Linked DNA regions of Mus musculus: regions 1, 2, 3, 4, 5 and 7 are each linked to region 6. A link is a contact called in public Hi-C, HiChIP or PLAC-seq and promoter capture Hi-C data. All regions are on one chromosome and are shown on one strand. Each heading gives the region's core, a stretch centred on a gene start, on an enhancer-like site or on the middle of the called end of the contact. The rest is flanking DNA. Distances are from core to core; before and after follow the strand shown.

Region 1 (2,700 bases), core at 105-2,604, 930 kb before region 6:
AGTGACTTATTCTCCAAACACAGCTCACACATTCAAATCTCCATGTTTACGTGATTTTTCCTTTCCCTAGAATTTCCTCTCCCTCTTTTATCTTCTATCTACATTCTAACTAATCCACAAGGCACTGGGTCCATCTGTACCATGAGATCTTCCATAGTCTCTCACAACAGAACAGGACCTCTTCTTTAGAATGAAGACTCTGTGTGTGTGTGTGTGTGTGTCTGCCATGACCCCTTTCCCCTTTAGCTCCCCGCCCCCCCCCCCCCCCCCCCCGTTTTAGGCAAGGTCTCGACAGGAAGTAGATCCAGCCTGGAATGCACTATGTAGACCAGGCCTGCCCTATCTGGAGCTCTACCACACCCAGATTCCTTTTAGCTTTATTAAAGATGCTGCACAAAGGTCTTTGATTTCTATCTTTACCAAGTTAGAGTATGGTTTTGTTTGTAACATGAATCTCCCTATGTAGCCCACACTAGCTGCGAACTCACAATCATGTCCATCTCCTGAGTGTTGAGATTTCAGTTGCCCTAACAAGGAACACTGGCTTGTAGTATTCTTGGTATACTCCTCTCTTAGTTACTGTGAACATGCACCCATTGAACTTCCCGTGTTGAACCGTCCACCGTCTTACCATACTCACATTTTTTACTTTGTTTTTCCACTTCTGCCTTCAATCTCTTGTATTTGTCTGTCCTGTAAACCAGGACCCAGGTTATGCCTAAACAGTAAAAGCAACATGCTAATGAGAAATAAATGGAAATCACAACAAACCATCTTTAATTGTTAGTATTGGAGACAAAAGGATTTCGACATTTTGCTCTATACTTATCAGTAACTTTTTTCAAAGTCAGATCAACCCATGTTTTGTTTTGTTTTTTTCAGTGTATCCACAAATACGTAAAGAAAATCAGGACGTATGACTCCACACTACTCTCCTGCTTCTATAGGGGGATGAGCCCGGGATTTCTTGCAACGGACCACGCAGGCCGCAGGGAGTGAGGCTCCCGATCTTTGCTCATGGGGTGCGAGGGACCCCAGTGCCCTTCCACCCTGGGATTAATCAAACGTCCAAGGAAACAGCCGCCCTCACCCTCGGCGAGCAGCGCGGTGCACACGGAGATAAAGACGATGAGCAGCGTGTCTGCAAACATGGTGCTCATCTCGCCCGTCTGTCCCCGCGCTCCCACCCTCCGCGGGGGGAAAGCACTCCAGAGCCAGAGAGACCGGGAAGAGACGTGGCGGGACCGACCCTCGAGGAGCGCTACAACTTTGACAGCCCCGAGTCTACACTTCCGCTTCCGGGGCGCCGACCCGGAACTACAGGCTTCACTCCCGCCGTCTGGCCGCCATAGTCGGGAGAGAGCGGCAACGCGCAAGTCTCGGGGGCCGAAGGCGCGCGCCAGGCCCGGTCTCGCGAGAGTTGGAAAGCCAGGTCGGTCGGAGGATGGCGGTGTGGTGGCGGCGGCGTTGCGACCTCGGCAGTGCGTTACCTGCTCTCCGAGCCCGATCGCCTACCTCACACTAGAACCCTGTCACACGGTGGCTGGACTTCACCCGCATCCCCGCCTCCGTGGCCGAAAAGTTAGGCCACCGCGTGCGGAGCGTCAGGGTCTGGGGGCTCGCCCCGGTCCTGGGCTGGGCGAGCCGAGTCGAGGAGTCCTCGGGCGCTGGTTAAACCAGCCTTTATGATGCCGGGGACGCCGTTGGAGGAGAAGGGCTGCACAACTCGCTTGCTGCGGCCGGGCTTTTATTGGAAGGAACGGTGGCGCAGTCGAAGGGGAAGAAGTGAAAACGTTGAATTTGAGTTAGAAGTGTTTTGGGGGCTGGGCGGTGGTGGCGCACGCCTTTAATCCCAGCACTTGGGAGGCAGAGGCAGGCCGATTTCTGAGTTCGAGGCCAGCCTGGTCTACAGAGTGAGTTCCAGGACAGCCAGGGCTATACAGAGAAACCCTGTCTCGAAAAAAAAAAGAAAGAAAGAAAAAAAAAAACAGCCGGGGGGTTGGGGGGGGACGGACACGGGGATAGAAAAAGGTGTGGTGTGTAAAAGTAGGATGTCTTGAGAGAGCCTCATACACTCAGATGTCCTCCGTGATGGACTGTAAATTACCGTGTGCAAGCGGGGCGAGAAAATGACGGGAAGGCCTTGATATAAGAGCACTCGATTCCTCCCAATTCTCAGATCTGCTCTTTTTCCTCAAGAAAACTCAGAAGTCTTCCTTTGTGCGTCCTTGTGTTTTTTTGAGACAGGGTTGCACTATGGAGCCCTGGTTGACCTGGAGCACTCAAGAGACCCCCCTGTCCTAGCTTTCCATAACTGTGCCACCATGCCCAGTTTGACTTCCATTTTCTGTCATTGTTCTTCCAAATTTCACTGCACACAATTTATAAATCTTCTGTAGCATTACCTTTTTAGTTTCTCTTGCCTTATATTTATCCAGGACTCCTTTAATAGATATTAAATATATGTCTATTAAATAAAGATATAACTATAAATATACGTCTTTAATAGACATTAAATATATGTCAGGAACAGTACTGGGCCCTGTAAGATGGAGCAAGATAAGATTCCTTGGTTCCAAAATTCCCCAGGGAAATTGTACGCCATAGTAAGATAGAATTATAGCTAAAGTGTTGAGAGCGCAAGACCGATTCTTCACGGAGGATTCAGAAAAGCTTCAGAAGCCAGGCGGTGGTGGTGCA
Region 2 (2,700 bases), core at 182-2,681, 870 kb before region 6:
GGTAACTTTGTATGTTTGTCATGCAGCAAGATTTAATGGCCTCTGATGCTGGTGACCAGGAGTGGCACTACTAGCTTGCATGCAATGATGGGCCTTTCCATAAGCAACATGTGCATATGTAAACCTGTCTATTTAAATATGTATGTATGTATGCATGTGTGTATGTATGTATGTGTACCGTGTATGTACCTCATACCTGTGAAGGCCTGAAGAGGAAAAGATGGTTGTGAGATGCCGTGTGGGTGCTGGGCAAAGGGATTCAAACCCAGTCCTCTGCAAGAGCAGCAAGTGATTTTAAACACTGGGCCATTTCTTCAGCCCTGCAAAATTAGTTTTGTTTGTTCCTCAGAACAACCACATGGAAATGGAATTTCTTGGTCAAAAAGACCATTTATCTGTCTAACCATTTATCCGCTAGCCTAGCTGCTAGGCAGGCTCTGTGGTGCGGTGCCAGCCGCTGCTAGCGTTTGGGGATAAGTTTCCAGGTGCAGTGTTGCTGGGGTGGCTGTGCTGTAAAGCTCCCGACTCTGCAGCAGATATGGCGAGCACAACAGCAAGAGACTGGGGAGATGGTCGCCCTCTGCCGCATCATCTTCTCCTTCCCAGGAGGATGGGCACACACCTGCTTTCATTGCTCTGCAGTCTGTTCCCACGCCCCTAAGCCCCATATGCAAAAGGATAGAGTAGTTCTTTTATTATTTTGCCTTAGTCTAGCACATGACTCTGTCCTCCTCTTTGAACTGGAATGAAGTGGGGAGCTGAGCAGACGTACTCCCAGGGAGCAGCAGTCTCTATATCTTCTCGGAAAGGGAGACTCATTGGCACGCGGGAGCCTGTGCTGGGCTCTCAGCTCGTGCCAGGCTCCTTCACCGTGGGAACTGGTCATACGCTGGTTGGCTCTTTTTTTTTAAATAAAACATTTCATTAATGAGATTATCAGTTCTAAAATGAGGGAAAGATTACAGGGTGATATCTCCCTCAGCCAGCTGTAGGTTCAGGTGCTGTTTTTCAGGGTGGGTCCACAGCTACAGACCATCCTATAGGACAAAGTATGCTATAATCACAAACTCAAATTCCAGGCTCTACACCATCATGAGAGTGGTCTTGCTTGTACCCTACATAAGAGACTAGAAAGGGGGTTCATTTCTGCTTGCCTTCCGATCTCTGTAGTCCTTTATGCCAGCTTCAAATTCATCTGGCACCTGGCTGGCAGACATTCATGACCCCAGCCAGGTCTTTTCTTTGAAACAAATCACCAGTTGGAAGAATAGCCTGTGTTTGGATGAGCAAATTAAATCTGATCTCTGAAGGATGGGTTGTAGTGTAACCACAAAATTCCACTTCTGGTTTCTTCATGATCAGATACCACAGCAAATTTCCTAGAATATGGGCCTCCGCTAGAAATGTTGCAGATGTTTCTAGCGATGTTGCACAACGTCTGTTCCAACTGCCTGGCCCGTTTCCAGGGCTGGCTTCCTCTTGCCTTCAGCCACCGAGATCGTTAATCCTGGTATATTTCTCCCCAGCTCCTGGTCCTCCTTCACCGTGGGAAGGTTTCAGGAGCCTCAGGTGATGCCGGTGAAAAGGACAGAAATGCTGGCCTGGCTGAGATGTCACATACCTATAATCCCAGTACTCGGGAGGTAGAGGCGGAGGCGGAGGCAGAGGAGGCAGGCAGATTTCTGAGTTCGAGACCAGCCCGATTTAGAGTGAGTTCCAGGACAGCCAGGGCTACACAGAGAAACCCTGTTCCAGAAAAACAACAACAGTAACAAAAAGGGTAGAAACGTGGGGACTAGAAGTGTGCAGACTAGGTAGCAGCTGTCTTTTTGATGGCCTTATTTTGCTTAGCACACGTTATCCTGGAAGGTTGCGCTGCATTGTAAGTACAGTCCACATTTGGCTTACCTGTCAATGGAGGAATGGTTGTTGCGTGAACAGTGCTGCTGTGAACATGAGCCCGTGCACATGTATTTCAACCCCTGCCTTCAGTTCTCTGGGGGCACATATCCTAATGTGGAATTAATACACCATGTGGTAATTTAATGGTTAATATTTGTAGGCGTTACCATCCCACTGTCCACAGTGCCCACAATCATTTTATACCCGTCACTTACGCAAAACTTCCCCTTTCCCCATGTCTTTCTGACGTGTGTGGAAGGCTATTTCCTTGTGGTTTTGATTTGCATTTCCATTGGGCATCCGTGTTGAGCACCTTTTGTTTGCGTCTCGACTTTGGGTCTTGACTTTGTCCATTTTATAGTCAGGTTTTTGGTTACTGTAGTAGAACTTCTTTATGTATTTAGGATACCATTCCCCAACCAATATATGAATGCAAATACTTTCTCCCACCCCACGGATTCCTTTCTACTCCATGGTCAGTACTCTTCCTACGAAGTCCAGCTTCCCTGATTTTCCTTTGGCTTTCTCTGCTTCAGGTATCATATCCCACACCACTCCAAACCCCAGGTCACAATGTTTTGCCTCCCATGTTTCCCCAGTATTGTATAATATAGCTTTTCGGAGTTTTTGTTTGTGGAATAATGTCAGCAAAGTTTCGGCTCTGTTTGGAAGGAATAGCTGAGCTTTCTCAGTACCTTTGGTAAAGGATAATTTTCTTACAAGGAAGAAGATAGCGGCTATTTAGGTTGTCACTGAGCTGTGTGGTGCAGTGTCTTCCAGGTTTTTTTTTTTTTTTTT
Region 3 (2,700 bases), core at 57-2,556, 910 kb before region 6:
CCCACATACCTCTGGACAAGCAGCCAGTGTTTTTGTTGTTGTTGTTGTTATTGTTGTTGTTGTTGTTGTTATTGTTTTTGATTTTTCGAGACAGGGTTTCTCTGTATAGCCCTGGCTGTCCTGGAACTCACTTTGTAGACCAGGCTGGCCTCGAACTCAGAAATCTGCCTGCCTCTGCCTCCCAAGTGCTGGGATTAAAGGTGTGCAGAGGCAGGTGGATTTCTGAGTTCAAGGCTAGCCTGGTCTACAGGTTTCTGGTTCTAGGACAGCCAGGGCTATATAAAGAAACTCTGTCTCGAACCCCCCCCCAAAAAAAAAGAGGTTCAGAGTTCAGAGAAGCGGAGATTCTAGTACTACCTTTCAGGTGTGCCCAGCAAAACTGCCCTTTCTGGTTCCTTTAGGAGTCTTTTCAAGCCCCAATACTCTACAGTGATATTCAGGCATTGTTCTAAAAACTTTACCTATGATAATTCATTTTAGCCCATCAAAAATCCTAGCGTGTATCATTTTTATTTTCATTTAATAGAGCACTGAGGCACATTGGCCTTGCTTATGGAACTTGATGTGAATGAAGACATCTGGCTCCCGCGGTGAAGACTCCTTTTTAGTCTCCATTTGGTACTGTTTTCCTAACTAAGTGACAAATTGCCTGCCTCTAATAAACTAGGTCAGTTAAAGTCATCAATGAATGGAAATGGCATTGTTATGTTTCTATTTTCATTAACCCTAGCTCCACGGGAATGTCAGTACTGCGGAGCTAGGATGGTGTGGAAGGGCACTGGTTTTTCAGGGAGGAGTAACCGTCCCCGAGTCACCCTTCTTTTAGGGAGTCACATGAGGACAGACCTGCTAAGGAAAATGGCACTTGGGGGTTTCCAAGACAGGAACTCTCTTAAGCCGAGCGGGTGACACACTATTTTGGCACACGGAGGGTGGGAAGGGAGTCTCTGAAAACACAAGTTTCAGTGAGGATGAAGGGTCTAGGCATTAATTCTCCATCTTCATATTCCCAGCCTTTTCCAGTTTTGCGTCTCAAACCTCCAGTCTCTGCTCTGCTCTGGCAGTCTCTTCTAGCTTTTGATCTCTTTTGAAATAGGACGCAGAGTGGCGCATTAAGACGCTGACCTAGCCGGTTTCTTCACCCCTCCACCCCACCCCCCGCTCCGTCCCAGAAAGGGTTAATCCGGCGGGTGGGGAGGGGAGTGGCGCTCACACCTTTCCCAGAGACCTCGGGCGGCGGCGGGGCCCGGGCGGGGCGGAGGCTGGGGCCAGACTCCTGGCGAATAGCAGCGCGCAGCCCGCCCGGATTGGAGCAGCCTCATCACGCTGACCTCTGCCTGGGATGTAAACCCCACGGGCCGCCACGGGCACAGGAGAGCTCTCGGCACCTCCGGGAAAGCCACCTCGGCCTCCCCCGCGCCCGGGCTCCAGCCGCGGCCGGCCCAGCCTCGACCTCAGCAGCGACCAGCTGCTCCTGCGAGGAGCCGAGCGAGCCCGGTCGCGGGCGGGGAGCGTGCGTCGGTTCGCACAGGCTGCGAGAGGAGGGGCGGCGCGAGTCATGGCCGGGGACAGCGAGCAGACCCTGCAGAACCACCAGCAGCCCAACGGCGGCGAGCCCTTCCTGATCGGCGTGAGCGGGGGCACGGCCAGCGGGAAGGTAAGAGTCCGCGCGCCCTGCTCGCACGGCGGGCGGCGCATGTGGCCGGCGCCCGCGGGCCGTGTCAGTTGCAGCCTGCCACCGCGTGGCCCGCGGGATCCTCGTTCCGGGCCGCCGCGCTCCGGCGCCGCCAGACCCCGCGCAGGCTCGGTGCGCGGCGTTGGGGACCAGCGGGGGGACCCGGGCGACCGAGGGTCCAGGATGCGGGTTCCTCCTACAAGTCCCCCGCAGGGATGGTGCGCTCCCTCGCTGGTTCCCGGCGGCGGCTGTGACTCGTGGTCAGGGTCTTGTGGGGGAGGGGCGGAAAGCGGATGCTTATTGTTTTGCAAGTCGGGTGTAAGGACCCGGCTTTCGGGGCTTCCCTCGGAGCCCCGGTACGCTCCTCCGCCCGGCTTGGCCCTGGCCCCGGCCCAAGCCTGTGGGCTGCGAGGCTGGCCGGGATGCGCGAGGTGGCGCGCCCGCTGCCGGGAGCCCACCTGGGGGTTGCAGGGCTTTCCGGGAGAGCCGAAGCTCGATGGGCACAGTCACGGATGGGATGACAGCAGGGGCTGCTGTCTTTTATGCTTAGAAGAGAAAACCGCATCAGTCTCAGTGAGAAAGTTGTACAGGCTCCATGCTCTTCGGTGTCCGGGTCGCTCGCTCCTTGGATCGCAGGGAAGGGGTTACCGAGTCTGACTTTGCGAGGAACCTCTTTCCTTTGTATTTTCTCCTGCACGGCAGCGAGGGGCGACTTGACTTAACCTCGGGTCTTTACTGCAGGTGGAGAAGGGTGGAGCCCTCCCAGATGGTTCTTTCTTTACTCCCCCTCGCTCCCTTTTAGGATGTGGCTGCTTGTTCGCCTGCCGTTTAACAGCCGCCAAGTTCAGTGGGCGCTCGGGCTCCATGAGGGGCGCCCGAGGGAGCTGGGCGCCGCGTGCGGCCGCTGGTGAGGCCGGATGGTGAGTCCCCAAGGCTGGGCAGCGTGGAGCAGGAAGGCTGGATGGCGCCATGAGACGCGCGCCACGCGCCACGAGGTTTTAGCTTCCAGCCCATTTCTCCTTGGC
Region 4 (2,700 bases), core at 198-2,697, 890 kb after region 6:
ACTTCATCTGGAGTTGAGGCTCGCCTTGATCTCCTGATTCTCCTGCTTCCACTTCCCAAATGCTAGGGTGAACAGGAGTATCCCAATCCATGGGAAACCTGATTTGTCCATGAGTCTAAAAGGCAAGGATATCTAAAGTAAATAGCTGGGAGTTTTTCTTATGAGTCTTCTTAAGAGTAAAATAGACAAATTCCATTTTAGAAGAATTTTCTGTAAGTTCTGCAACATAATAAATGGTAGTGGCAGAGATACTCTCCACAGATACACCCACGGCTTAGTTACAATTTAAGCACTTCACAGGTTGTTTTGGGACTCACTGTGTAGACTTTGAACTCACAGAGGTCTACCTGACCCTTCCTCTCAGATGGTGGGATGCCACCATGCCCGGCTCCCTCAGGCACCTTAGATGAAGCATTTCATGTAAGACTGACACATTGGGGATGTCCAAATCTACAGAAAAGGTGTGTTTAATCCTCTCATCTGGAGGGCATGTGGATGGCACCTTGCCAATTCTCTCACAGTCAAGCAGAATGTGTGAGCCTGTGGGAATATAACTAGGAATGAGGATTCCCCACCCCCACCCCAAACAAAAGAACAAGTGAGGATGTGAAGGTACAGCAAGCATCCTTCCTGGCTGAATCCAAGCACACCTTCTGATGTCATGGGAAAACTGAGCAGTAACAGGATGCGAAGATTATGGATATGTTAGGACCGATCACAACCATGTCCATCATCATCTCTTGTAGAGTTTCCTACTAGTTTTTGACTTATGCTCAGTTTTTCATCAATAATGTAGTCTTCTTTAAGAAGAGGACAATGGGGGTTGGGGCTGGGGGGTTGAAAAGGAACGGTATCACCAAAGCTTGCTTGATCACTCTGTCAACTCCTCTTCTGCATTCTTCATGGTTTTTAGTGTCTATACACTTTTGTGACTTATTTTCTGTCAGTCTCTTCTTGGCCTGTTTACACTGTCTCCCTCTGAACTGTAAACCCCCTCTTTAGAGATCACATTATTAGTCTTTCTTTCTTCCACAGCACCTTTCTAGCACCTTCATATGATAGGCACTTACTATTTGACTGATGAAAGCAAACAGGACAAGCTAGAAATATATGATATCCAAGACAAACAGGACAGGGTCACATTTAAGCTTCTAATCTAACCTAAAAGGCTGGCAGAAATAAACCCTGAACTTGCCAACCACTCTCCTCTCAAGTCTATTAGCTGTGACACTAGATGGTCGTTTTCCTTCTAGCTCTGCTATTTCTTCTACTGAAACTCCTACTTCCCACGTACCTCTGTTCTCCAAGACTGTGGAGAAGCTCGAGCCTAGATTAGGGACTAGATCTTTCAGGAATGCAGAGAACAGGAAAGGGGTCTGGTGTTATTATTCTGAAGACAGCAGAAGTGCCATGTCTGTCCATACCTGACCCATCAAATGACAGTTTTGTCAAAAAGCCGTTTTCCAGGCCACACCCTCATCAGAAGTTCATTGTTTCACGCGCACTGGCTGTGCTTCTGATTGGCTGGCATCACCGTACCCCTCCCCCAACACTGAGTGGTCTACTGCTCTTGGAAGACTGGCTTGGCTCAATCTCAGGTTCTCATGTCTGGACATGTGAGACAGTTGGAGAGAGTGAAATAACCCCATCGTTTACACATCTCTTTCCTTGACCATGTGGAGGGTGACTGAAATTAGGTCACAGTTGATAGGTGACTATTATCAAAAGAAAAGTCTCTTAAGCAAGCACCCAAGTTTAGTCAATACAGTAGTTTCGCCATGTCTTTGGTTTTGTTACGCAAGCTAAGTTACCACTGATCAACTTTGGTCTGAAAACATGAATGGAAAATTACAGCAATACTCTTTCTTTTTGGAATTACAGTGTTCAGCAGCATAATGAAGTCTCTCACTGTCCTCTCTGGGACACGAATCATCCTCCTGTCCAGTGTAGTCACTCTGTATAAATGACTTGTATGGCAGACTTGTCAGCATTTTGCTACAATTGTCTTATCTTATTACTGTTGTTATTAATTTCTTACTATACTTCATTAAAAAACTGGCATAGATGTCTACAGACAACCAGCAGCACCTCAGCGTTTGGTACTATCTTCCAGGTGCTGCCAGGGCTGGTGGATAAACAAAGGAGCACTATTGTAGTGACCACACTATCAGGGCCATGAATTTTACCAGTTTTAATGAATTTACTACTTGTGAGGTAAAATTTTGACAAATTATACATCTGTTTTTGAATATACGTCTGGTTTTAATGTGTCTACTTATAAATTTACGCAAAGGTCAGTTAAAATCTGAGGCCTTATGAGTAAGAATTTAAGTTTTCACAATCCAGTGGGACACTGTCAAAGTATGTTTTAAAGGAGCTGTCCTGGCTAGTTTTATGCCAACTTGACACAAGGTAGAGTCATCAGAGGTGGGAGCCTCAGCTGAGAGAAGGCCTCTATTTGGCTGGGGTGTAGGTGAGCTTGTGAGGCCTTTTCTTAGAGATTGATGTGGGTGGACTCAGCTGCTGTGGTGGGCCCACCCTTCGACAGGTGGTCCTGAGTGCTATAGGAAAGAAGGTTGAGCAGGAGAGAATGCAGCCCCATGGCCCTGCATCAGCTCCTGCCTCCAGGCTCCTGCCCTGTTTGAGTCCCAACTTCAATGATAGACTATGATGTGGAATATCGAAGTGCGAGGTCAAACC
Region 5 (2,700 bases), core at 129-2,628, 1.0 Mb before region 6:
AGTAGAGACAAGTGTCGGAACACGTGAGCCTATGGGACATTTCAGACTGAGCGTCCCTTAGGAGACTTTCCCAATCTGAGACTTCCACATGAGTCTGTAGGACGAGAAGTTCTTTTACTCTCAGCTAGAGCAAAAGCAGGTGGGTCCTGGTGAGCACATCTCCCTTCAGCCAGAGTTTGTACTTGAGCTTCTAACCTTCCAACATGAAAGTGGAGTTCCTTATAAGTCCTTAAAGTTCTGGACAGACATCCATGAGGAAATTTTGTTGGTGGTGGTGGGGTTTTTTTTTTTTTGGGCGGGGGTGGGGGGGTGTTTTTGTTTTTCAAGACAGGATTTCTCTACATAGCCTTGCCTGTCCTGGAGCTCACTCTGTAGACCAGGCTGTCCTCAAATTCACAGAGATCCTCCTGCCTCTGCCTCTGCCTCTGCCTCCCCAGTATCGGGATTAAAGGTGTGAGCCACCACTGCCAGACTTGAAAATACTGTTTTAAAAGCTACCTTCTGTCCATTCCAGGTTGGAGGTGTACCCTCCCTTCCTGTTTTTCCTAACGGTGGGAGGTGTTTACCACCCGGTAAGTTTCTTCTGGGGCTGTTCATCCATTTAGATGTGGTTCCCCCGAGCTACCCAGGGCACAGGGAGAAGGAGAGGAACCTGGAATGAGGAGCCTGGGGTCAAGCAGCACTTATTTAAAAGGATTTTATTTACTGAGTTATTATGAGGTTTGCTTTAAAGTAGGCAGATCTCACCTAGTTTTCTTAGAGAGAGGAGAAGCCTCTTAGCCACTATTTAACTTTCATGGGGTCAGCTGAGCCCCAGAAGCGTGAACTTTGACCCCAGGTCCATCTATTTCTGAAAGGTTTGTGTCCACAGGGAGTGGATTTGCTTTCCTCATTCACCTATGCAAAAAACAAACATCTACCCACACCCAAGGTTACAGCAGTGAACAAGACAGGCAGACGCCTGGATTAATCAGCCTTTCCTTTAATTGGGGTCATAAGTGAAGTATGTTAGAAAGTGCTGAGTGCCCAGTAGCAAACTGTTAGGAGGCAGGACAGGAGTGTGGGGCTCAGAGATGATGAGGAGTGTGGCCAGGGTCGGGGCTCTTACTGAGGTGACAGTTAAGCAAACTCACAAGCGATGAGGAAGAAGGAACTGCAGGTGTCTGTCTGTCTGTAGCACCCGGCATCCAGAAGGCACGCAGTCATTAGTCACACCTGAGGTTATAGCAGTGGACAGGACAGGCGGGCACCTGTACAACTGAAAACAGCCCAAAAACATTGACCCAAAATTGCTAGCAATTACGCAGCACTGTAGAGAAGAACGGCCTGGCAGAGACTAAGCTAAAATAGAGAGTAACTGGGGCTCTATCGATAGTTGAACTTCATCCTCCCGCCGGAGACTTCTCATCCGGAGTCAGTTCATGCAAATCCTCCCATAGCAACCAGCACCGCCCATAGCAACCAGCACCGCCCATAACACTAGCGGCTCACCCTGCGCCAACCTTAGCTCCTTCTTATTCTGTCTGGGAAGTGGGGTTACTCGGGATGAATGGAAGAGAAGGGTGTCTCAACCTTCATAAGCCTTTACCCTCTCCTGTCAGGAGTGTTGGGAATGGGGAGCCCTTTGCCCTCTAGGTACACATATTCATGGGTTTGCTATACATTTTTTTCTCACCTTGTCTCATGGAGCTCCAGCCCTACTGGGTGCAGGCTGCAGCACTGGCTTCATCCAGGCATTGTCCCTGCAGACAGTGTAACCCAGCAGCTGTTCAGTCAGTGTGTGAGACCCAGGGTCCCATTTCAGATATCAGAGTTTCCTCTTCTGACTCACCCTGGAACCCTGAGGCCTGCCTGCTCTTACCTGCGCTCCAGAACCAGTTCCCCCAGTTGCCCTGAGAAGGAAGTTCCTTCTGGTCCACAGTCCTCCCATCAGGAAAGCTAGGATTCACCTTGCCATTGAGCATGCCATTGTAGACAACCACGGGTCTTCAATTTTCCTGACTGAGACGAATAACCCCATGATTTCCTAACTCTGTGAGAAATACATTAGCAAATGCATGAAATTACCATTGGCCAACACAGGTGTTGTCAGCTGTAGGCATTAATTAATGGAGGTCTGCTTCTTTAATGCAAACATCGTGCTGTCCTTTCATCCTAGCGCATAGCTTCTGGCCTGGGCCTGGCCTGGATTATTGGGCGAGTCCTTTACGCATATGGCTACTACACAGGAGGTAAGTAGATGCTGACATCCGCCAAGGAAATGCATTTTAGATTTATCTTCTTTAATATGTATTATGTACCTGTGTGCACCAGCCCACCCCTGGAGCTGCAGTTTCAGGTGCAAGCCACCTAACATGGGTGCTGATGACTGAATTCTGGCCCGCTGCAAGAGCAGCAGGTGTTCCTAACCACTGAGCCATCTCTTCTGCCCCCAAAACAAATTTTATTTATTTTTTATTTTTACTTTATTTTAGGTTTTTTTTTTTTTTTTTTTTTTTTAAGACTGTGTAGCTCTGGCTGCCCTGGAACTCACCTTATAGACCAGGCTGGCCTTGAACTCACAGAGATGTGCCTGCCTCGAACTCACAAATCACCGCCCAGCCAAATTTTAAATATTGTTACTGTATTTTAACTCTTGGTTTGGGATTTAAAGGTGGAGGAAGAAATGGGGCCAGAGAGATGGCTCGGCTGTTCAGGTGA
Region 6 (2,700 bases), core at 150-2,649:
AGACTTTATAAGCTTGTCCACCTCATCAGCAAAAAGAGAAAAAAGAAAAAGAAACTTGTACAAAATTCTTGGGTGTAACAAGACAGCTGCCAAAACGCACAACTTGTGACTCTCCATTGAGAAGTCCACATCTGGGTATGTCTTATTTCCCTGGGCATCTCTTTTTAATTCCGGTGCTTAAAAATCTACAAATAATAATACTTATTATTTATTTATTTATTTATTTATTTAAAGCCTTTTAAAGAGGGGTTCCGACGAGGAGCTTGCACCTAAGCTTTTCTGACGGCCTTTCTATTAACACCACCTCTGCTTCACGGGCTGCTCTTGTCAATCATTTCAACTTCAGTGCCAGGAAATACGGGTTTGCCAGAATTGAAGTTCCCCCAAAAGATCGAGGCTCCTCCTCCGGCTGCCGCAGGCTACTGCTTATAGAGCTGTCACTCTGCCCCAGTCCCTGCTGACAGCCCGGCGGTGTGGGGAACGGGAGGACTTTCCAAGTAACCCCTGAAAAGCATCACACGGCGGGAACCAGAAGCCTCAGTCCCATCCTTGGGCAGTGACTTTGGGGGAATAAGTAATCTCTGTCTCTCGAGTACGAACTGTGCCGATCTCAGGTCTGAGGATTGGCTGGCCCGTGTGGAACACTGGGAAAGGCGTCCTACGGCCGGCTAGGCAGCCGCCCCCTTGGATGCTGTGGTTGTAAGGTGGGTGACCGACCGACTTCACTTGGGGTCTCTGTGCCTTCCGAACCCGCTTTCACAGCTCTTCTAGCTGGCCCCTGAGCAACGCGGGCCTCCGCCTCCGGGAAGCCCTCCGGGCCCCCCCACCCCGCCCCGGCGCGCCCCCCGCTCTACCGACTCCGGGGCGCCTAGGGCGCTGCTCCCGCCCCCACGCGGGTATCACCGGTGTCGGGACGCCCAGGAGAAAGTCCTCCAGCGCCTCGAGTCCCGGCGGAGCCCGCACGGGAGCCGTGGCGGCCGCGAGACGCCTACGGCCTCCGGGAGGTGAAGAGAGTCCAGGGACTACGGCAGCCCCGAGCTTGGGGCACACCCACGGACAGGCCCGGAGGCTGGTCCCCGCGGCTCTTACTGTTTCACGTTGTCCCCCAGCGCCTCGCTCAAGTTCTTCTTGGCTGCCTCCAGCTCGCTCACAAAGGTCGCCATTGCAGCGCGCGTCTTTCAGCCCGACCGTAGACCGCGCGGCCCACGGCCACCAGCAACCGAAAGATCAACGCGGCGGAAGGCCTGCGCGCCGGACGCTGGAGGCTCGACTCGACTCGATTCCACTCGGCTCGGCTCGGCTCGGTTCGGCTCGGCTCGGCTCGGTTCGGCTCGGCTCGGCTCGGCTCGGCTCCGCTCGGCTCGGCTCGGCTCCGCTCGGCTCGGCTCGGCTCGGCTCTGCTCGGCGGCCCCGCCCCCATCCGCTAGGGAGACGTTGCGTGGGTTTGGTTCTTGGCCCCGCCGTCTCGCAGTTGGGAAAGCACCCAGCCAAACTCCCTTCGCCAACTCCCGCCTCTTGGCTCACGTGACCCGCTTCCCCTGGTGGGCGCGTGCCCAACCTACGCCCGCCTGCCCGCCCGCGGCGGCCCCCGGGGCGCGAACTTGACCGCCCCGCCCGCCCTCCGGCCAGGCCCCGCCCTGACTGCAGGTCAGCTCTTCCCAGAAGGAAGAGCTCAGGTCCCCGAGTGCATGCAATATCTAATTTATCCTCTTGTCCTCATTTTTTTGCCAAGTGCTCACCACCTATTGTGACATTTAGTTGGTCGATCTCGTTTTCTGCCTCCTGCAACTAAAACGAGAGCTGCCTGAAGGCAGGATTTATGTTACTCAAGTTCTGAACATTCACTATTGACAGATCAAATAAAAATAATTCCCAAGCAGGACTACCAAAGGTCCTAGGGGAGGTAACAGGAGGAGTCTCAGCAGCTAGTTAGCCTGACCCACAGAGGAAAAGACGCAAAGAACCTCGTTTCAAGTCAAGGTCAAGTGGAAGGACCCACAAGCTAGCTTGTCCTCTCTCAAATTCCAAATTCACACTCGAATATGCACATATATACTACACTAGGAAGCCATAGCTGTGTTCAGCTTAAAACTTTTTAAAGCCTACTTTTAAAGTCTCTCTCTCTCTCTCTCTCTCTCTCTCTCTCTCTCTCTCTCTCTCTCTCTCTCTCGTTTTGACAGAGTGGCCTCTTAACTCACATAGATCCAACTGCCTCTAGTGCTGGCTGGGACTAAAGGCATGGGTCACCATGCCCAGCTTGTTTGTTCTTGAAATAGGGTCTCTCTTTGTAGCCCTGGCTATCTGACACCAGGCTATTATTTTGCCTTAATGTTCATGTTTGTTTGTTTGTTTTTTGAGACAGGGTTTCTCTGTATAGCCCTGGCTGTCCTGGAACTCACTTTGTAGAACAGGCTGGCCTTGAACTCAGAAATCCACCTGTCTCTGCCTCCCAAGTGCTGGGATTAAAGGCATGTGCCACCACTGCCCGGCTAATGTTCATACTTTTAATGACAGCATAATTTTTTAAAGATTTTGTTTTTAGGTAGATGTCGTTGTGAGTGAATTTACAGGTGGTTGTGAGCAGCGGGCCCTGTTAAATACTGCACAGATAAGATGCATACAATGACTTCTTTCCTGTCTATTAAACTGGGGTTTTCTCCTGTATTAAAAGAAATATTTTAACAAGCATCTTTATGCAGA
Region 7 (2,700 bases), core at 54-2,553, 970 kb before region 6:
CGTGGAGGTCAGTGTACTTTTACTTCTCTCACTAAACAAGCCCTTCTGGCTTACAGAACACATTTTTTTTCCCTGCTCTGAATATTCAATAAGAATAATCAAAACAAACACAAAAGTCAACCCAAAGTCCAAGAAACAAAGAACTCGCTTCCTCCTTAGTTTGTGCTAAGGGTTTGCTCCAAAGCATTAAGTGCTTGCAAGGATGAACTGTAGAAATCTAATGAACATCGTGATTACAGCTAATAATACCGTAAAATACATATTCACTTAAAATCTGCCAAGTGTGCAGAGCATGAAAGTTCTCACTACTCATAGGTGGAAACTACGTGGAGATAACGGATAAGTTCATTAATTAACAGTGGTAAGCACTACACGTGATTACACATGTTCAATGTTTTTTTTTCTCTCTCTCTCTTGTTAACCTGGAGAGCTAGCAGGCACTAAAGCTAAACAGATGTTGTCGGCTGCTGTTTTTTTTTTTCTCTCCTTTCCCAACTCTCATCGAAGTTCAGAAATATCCCAGCACTAGAAGGGGGAAGGTCATGTGGATCATGCATAACAGAAATCACCTGTGAGTCAACATCCCAGTAGCAGACTCTCCTGCAGGCCCAGCTCTCAAAACTCAAAAGACCCACAGGTTCTACGCCAGACTCTCCTGCTCCAGCCATGTAGTTACTCCCGGCCCCCCAGCGCACCCCACCGCACCCATAGCGCCCCCTCTTTTCCAGGAGCCTCCCCAACATTCTGTGCTCCGTGCTGCGACCACGCAAGTTCAGCAACCCTTGGCGGAGAGCTCGGAAGGACTCGGGGCAGCAGACTCAGTGCACAGGGCCGGGGAAGACCCACCCCATCCGCGTGCCGCCCCGCGCCAGGTTACCGGTGGCTGGCTCGAACGCTTTCTCCGTGCCGGAAGCATCCACCGGCTCCACACGGGCCCCGCCGCGGTAGTTGAGCGGCTGCGACACGACGAAGGTGCCAGTACTCATGGCGGCGACTGCTGCAGCCCGGTGAATGCGGAGGAGCGAGGTCAGCACAGAACCGACTGCACCGAGGATCATCTGCTACGCGTGCAAAGCGTCCGGAAGCCCCAGCAGATTACTACTGGAGGGGGAGATAGCGCGGTAACGAGGAGGGAGTGGCGAGGGGCGGAATCTCTGGGGCGTGGCCCATGGAAAGAGGCGACCCTGGCTGGGCAGGGGTGGACCACTAGGGAACAGGACCTCGGGGAGGTGTGGACCGTGAGTGTGAAGACCCGGGGCCCTCAAGGAGAGCCCAGTAGAGCCCACTGGGAGGAAGGGACAGTGGGAGGGGCGTGGCCTCGTGCCACGAGGGGGTGTGGCGTGAGAGGACGGCCAATGAGAGCCTAGAGTGAGTAGCTTGGGCCTAGTCAGCATAATTAAGGGCCTGGTGAGAGCTTCTGGGGCTGGAACTGGAAGACCTTTGGCCTAGATAATTACGTGGAACACCACACCACCCAAGTCCTCCGGTCCAGATCCCGAAGGAGTTCCTGGAAGGATAATGAGACCCCTTCTACTGGGCCTGCAAGCTTTTGCAACATTCTCCTTACTGTATTTCTTTGATTTCTTTTTGTGCTTTGTAGAAGCACAGTATTAGGGAATGTGTTCTTCTTTTTTTCTTTTTTTTTATTAGATATTTTCTTTATATACATTTCAAATGCTATCCCGAAAGTTCCCTATACCCTTCCCCTGCTCTGCTCCCCTACCCACCCACTCCCTCTTCTTGGCCCTGACATTCCCCTGTACTGGGGCATATAAAGTTTGCAATATACCAAGGGACCTCTCTTCCCAATGATGGCCGACTAGGCCATCTTCTGATACATATGCAGCTAGAGATACGAGCTCTAGGGGCACTGGTTAGTTCGTATTGTTGTTCCACCTATAGGGTTGCAGACTCCTTCAGCTCCTTGGGTGCTTTCTCTAGCTTCTCCATTGGGGGCTCTGTGTTCCATCTTTTAAAAGACTGTGAGCATCCACTTCTGTATTTGCCAGGCACTGGCATAGCCTCATACAAGACAACTATAACAGGGTCCCTTCAGCAAAATCTTTCTGGCATATACAATAGTGTCTGGGTTTGGTGGCTGAGTGTGGGATGGATCCCCGGGTGGGGTAGTCTCTAGATAGTCCATCCTTTCGTCTTAGCTCAAAAATATGGAACGCTTCACGAATTTGCGTGTCATCCTTGCGCAGGGGCCATGCTAATCTTCTCTGTATCGTTCCAATTTTAGTATATGTGCTGCCGAAGCGAGCATGGAATGTGTTCTTCTAATTTAGTAAAAATTTTGGTCAATTTTCTCAGCTCTCTGTACGAATTAATCTTTTCAGTGCCTCTGAGATGTGTAGGTTTGGGTCCTCAAATGGAAACAGCAGTACCCAATTAAGAACACCTAGGCCCGAACTCAAAGGACTGCTTTTGTTGGGGTTGGTCAGAAACATCTGGAAACATCTGGCCTGGGTCAAGATCATTGACAGGTACAGAGATAACAGCTGGTCGTTTTGTGGCCAGTTGTGTTTAAAGTATTCTGCCCAGCCATCCCATGTTGATTTGTTACATTTAGATCGTCTGATGTATGTTCCAGAAATGTGACCATGGCATCTGTTGATCTAATCGTGGCAATAAAAGTAGAGTGTGACCCAAACCCAATGAAAGTCAACAGCAAAATTTGCTCTTACTCTATCAAGT

The links. Promoter capture Hi-C pulls out the DNA fragments that hold promoters and counts their contacts. A called contact is a pair of places that touch in the nucleus more often than the background predicts. HiChIP or PLAC-seq counts read pairs in DNA pulled down with a chosen protein or histone mark. Capture Hi-C pulls out chosen DNA fragments and counts their contacts.
Region 1: a Hi-C map of natural killer cells shows a contact between it and region 6, with 7 times the contacts expected there. The contact joins the promoter of Tmco1 here to the promoter of Tada1 in region 6. A contact is called at or near these places in 9 of 39 promoter capture datasets (3T3-L1-derived adipocytes, the C10 cell line, the HPC-7 cell line and 5 more), 5 of 484 Hi-C or Micro-C datasets (B cells, CD8 T cells, cortical neurons and 2 more), 14 of 115 datasets of contacts at active chromatin or transcription factors (the SCID.adh cell line, astrocytes, bone marrow-derived macrophages and 10 more) and 2 of 9 other capture datasets (adipose tissue and liver).
Region 2: a promoter capture Hi-C map of hippocampal neurons shows a contact between it and region 6, with 4 times the contacts expected there. The contact joins the enhancer-like site here to the promoter of Tada1 in region 6. A contact is called at or near these places in 7 of 39 promoter capture datasets (the 3T3-L1 cell line, the C10 cell line, the HPC-7 cell line and 4 more), 3 of 115 datasets of contacts at active chromatin or transcription factors (SST interneurons, bone marrow-derived macrophages and large pre-B cells) and 1 of 9 other capture datasets (embryonic stem cells).
Region 3: an H3K4me3 HiChIP or PLAC-seq map of embryonic limb bud shows a contact between it and region 6, with 3 times the contacts expected there. The contact joins the promoter of Uck2 here to the promoter of Tada1 in region 6. A contact is called at or near these places in 5 of 39 promoter capture datasets (the C10 cell line, cranial neural crest, frontonasal cranial neural crest and 2 more), 2 of 484 Hi-C or Micro-C datasets (B cells and CD4 T cells), 10 of 115 datasets of contacts at active chromatin or transcription factors (astrocytes, bone marrow-derived macrophages, craniofacial prominence and 7 more) and 1 of 9 other capture datasets (liver).
Region 4: a contact with region 6 is called in a promoter capture Hi-C map of liver, with 2.2 times the contacts expected there. The contact joins the promoter of Adcy10 here to the promoter of Tada1 in region 6. A contact is called at or near these places in 4 of 39 promoter capture datasets (the HPC-7 cell line, liver and pre-B cells).
Region 5: a promoter capture Hi-C map of liver shows a contact between it and region 6, with 2.6 times the contacts expected there. The contact joins the enhancer-like site here to the promoter of Tada1 in region 6. A contact is called at or near these places in 12 of 39 promoter capture datasets (the 3T3-L1 cell line, 3T3-L1-derived adipocytes, the C10 cell line and 8 more), 7 of 115 datasets of contacts at active chromatin or transcription factors (the 230-238 cell line, bone marrow-derived macrophages, large pre-B cells and 2 more) and 1 of 9 other capture datasets (liver).
Region 7: a contact with region 6 is called in a promoter capture Hi-C map of adipose tissue. The contact joins the promoter of Aldh9a1 here to the promoter of Tada1 in region 6. A contact is called at or near these places in 24 of 39 promoter capture datasets (the 3T3-L1 cell line, 3T3-L1-derived adipocytes, the C10 cell line and 16 more), 1 of 15 datasets of contacts at CTCF or cohesin (pro-B cells), 5 of 484 Hi-C or Micro-C datasets (B cells, the Ba/F3 cell line, bone marrow-derived macrophages and 2 more), 11 of 115 datasets of contacts at active chromatin or transcription factors (the 230-238 cell line, astrocytes, bone marrow-derived macrophages and 7 more) and 2 of 9 other capture datasets (adipose tissue and liver).

The regions. Positions count from the first base shown.
Region 1 is chr1:167,307,324-167,310,023 of GRCm38.p6, reverse strand. It overlaps Tmco1 (transmembrane and coiled-coil domains 1), which reads right to left and starts at 1,354. Exons shown (of 7, transcript NM_001039483.1): 1 at 1,091-1,354; 2 at 641-718. The coding sequence starts at 1,160.
Region 2 is chr1:167,245,907-167,248,606 of GRCm38.p6, reverse strand. All of the region lies in intron 1 of Uck2 (uridine-cytidine kinase 2), which reads left to right. It also overlaps the pseudogene Gm51816. Among named protein-coding and RNA genes, the nearest start is that of Gm46170, 20 kb to the left of the region's middle. Within about 2 kb of position 1,431, at least 90 of the 459 cell types and tissues checked have an H3K27ac peak or open chromatin away from gene starts, as enhancers often do. A contact at or near this core is called in the HPC-7 cell line, SST interneurons, bone marrow-derived macrophages and 1 more, where this site is marked.
Region 3 is chr1:167,283,733-167,286,432 of GRCm38.p6, reverse strand. It overlaps Uck2 (uridine-cytidine kinase 2), which reads left to right and starts at 1,306. Exons shown (of 7, transcript NM_030724.3): 1 at 1,306-1,657. The coding sequence starts at 1,559.
Region 4 is chr1:165,483,930-165,486,629 of GRCm38.p6, reverse strand. It overlaps Adcy10 (adenylate cyclase 10), which reads right to left and starts at 1,447. Exons shown (of 34, transcript NM_173029.3): 1 at 1,295-1,447.
Region 5 is chr1:167,373,324-167,376,023 of GRCm38.p6, reverse strand. It overlaps Mgst3 (microsomal glutathione S-transferase 3), which reads left to right. Exons shown (of 6, transcript NM_025569.2): 4 at 515-572; 5 at 2,159-2,231. Among named protein-coding and RNA genes, the nearest start is that of Mgst3, 19 kb to the left of the region's middle. Within about 2 kb of position 1,378, at least 63 of the 459 cell types and tissues checked have an H3K27ac peak or open chromatin away from gene starts, as enhancers often do. A contact at or near this core is called in liver, where this site is marked.
Region 6 is chr1:166,377,866-166,380,565 of GRCm38.p6, reverse strand. Tada1 (transcriptional adaptor 1) reads right to left here and starts at 1,399. Exons shown (of 8, transcript NM_030245.3): 1 at 1,090-1,399. The coding sequence starts at 1,163.
Region 7 is chr1:167,348,594-167,351,293 of GRCm38.p6, reverse strand. It overlaps Aldh9a1 (aldehyde dehydrogenase 9, subfamily A1), which reads right to left and starts at 1,303. Exons shown (of 11, transcript NM_019993.4): 1 at 878-1,303. The coding sequence starts at 1,058. It overlaps Gm24182 (a small nuclear RNA gene), which reads right to left and starts at 2,269; the gene lies at 2,163-2,269.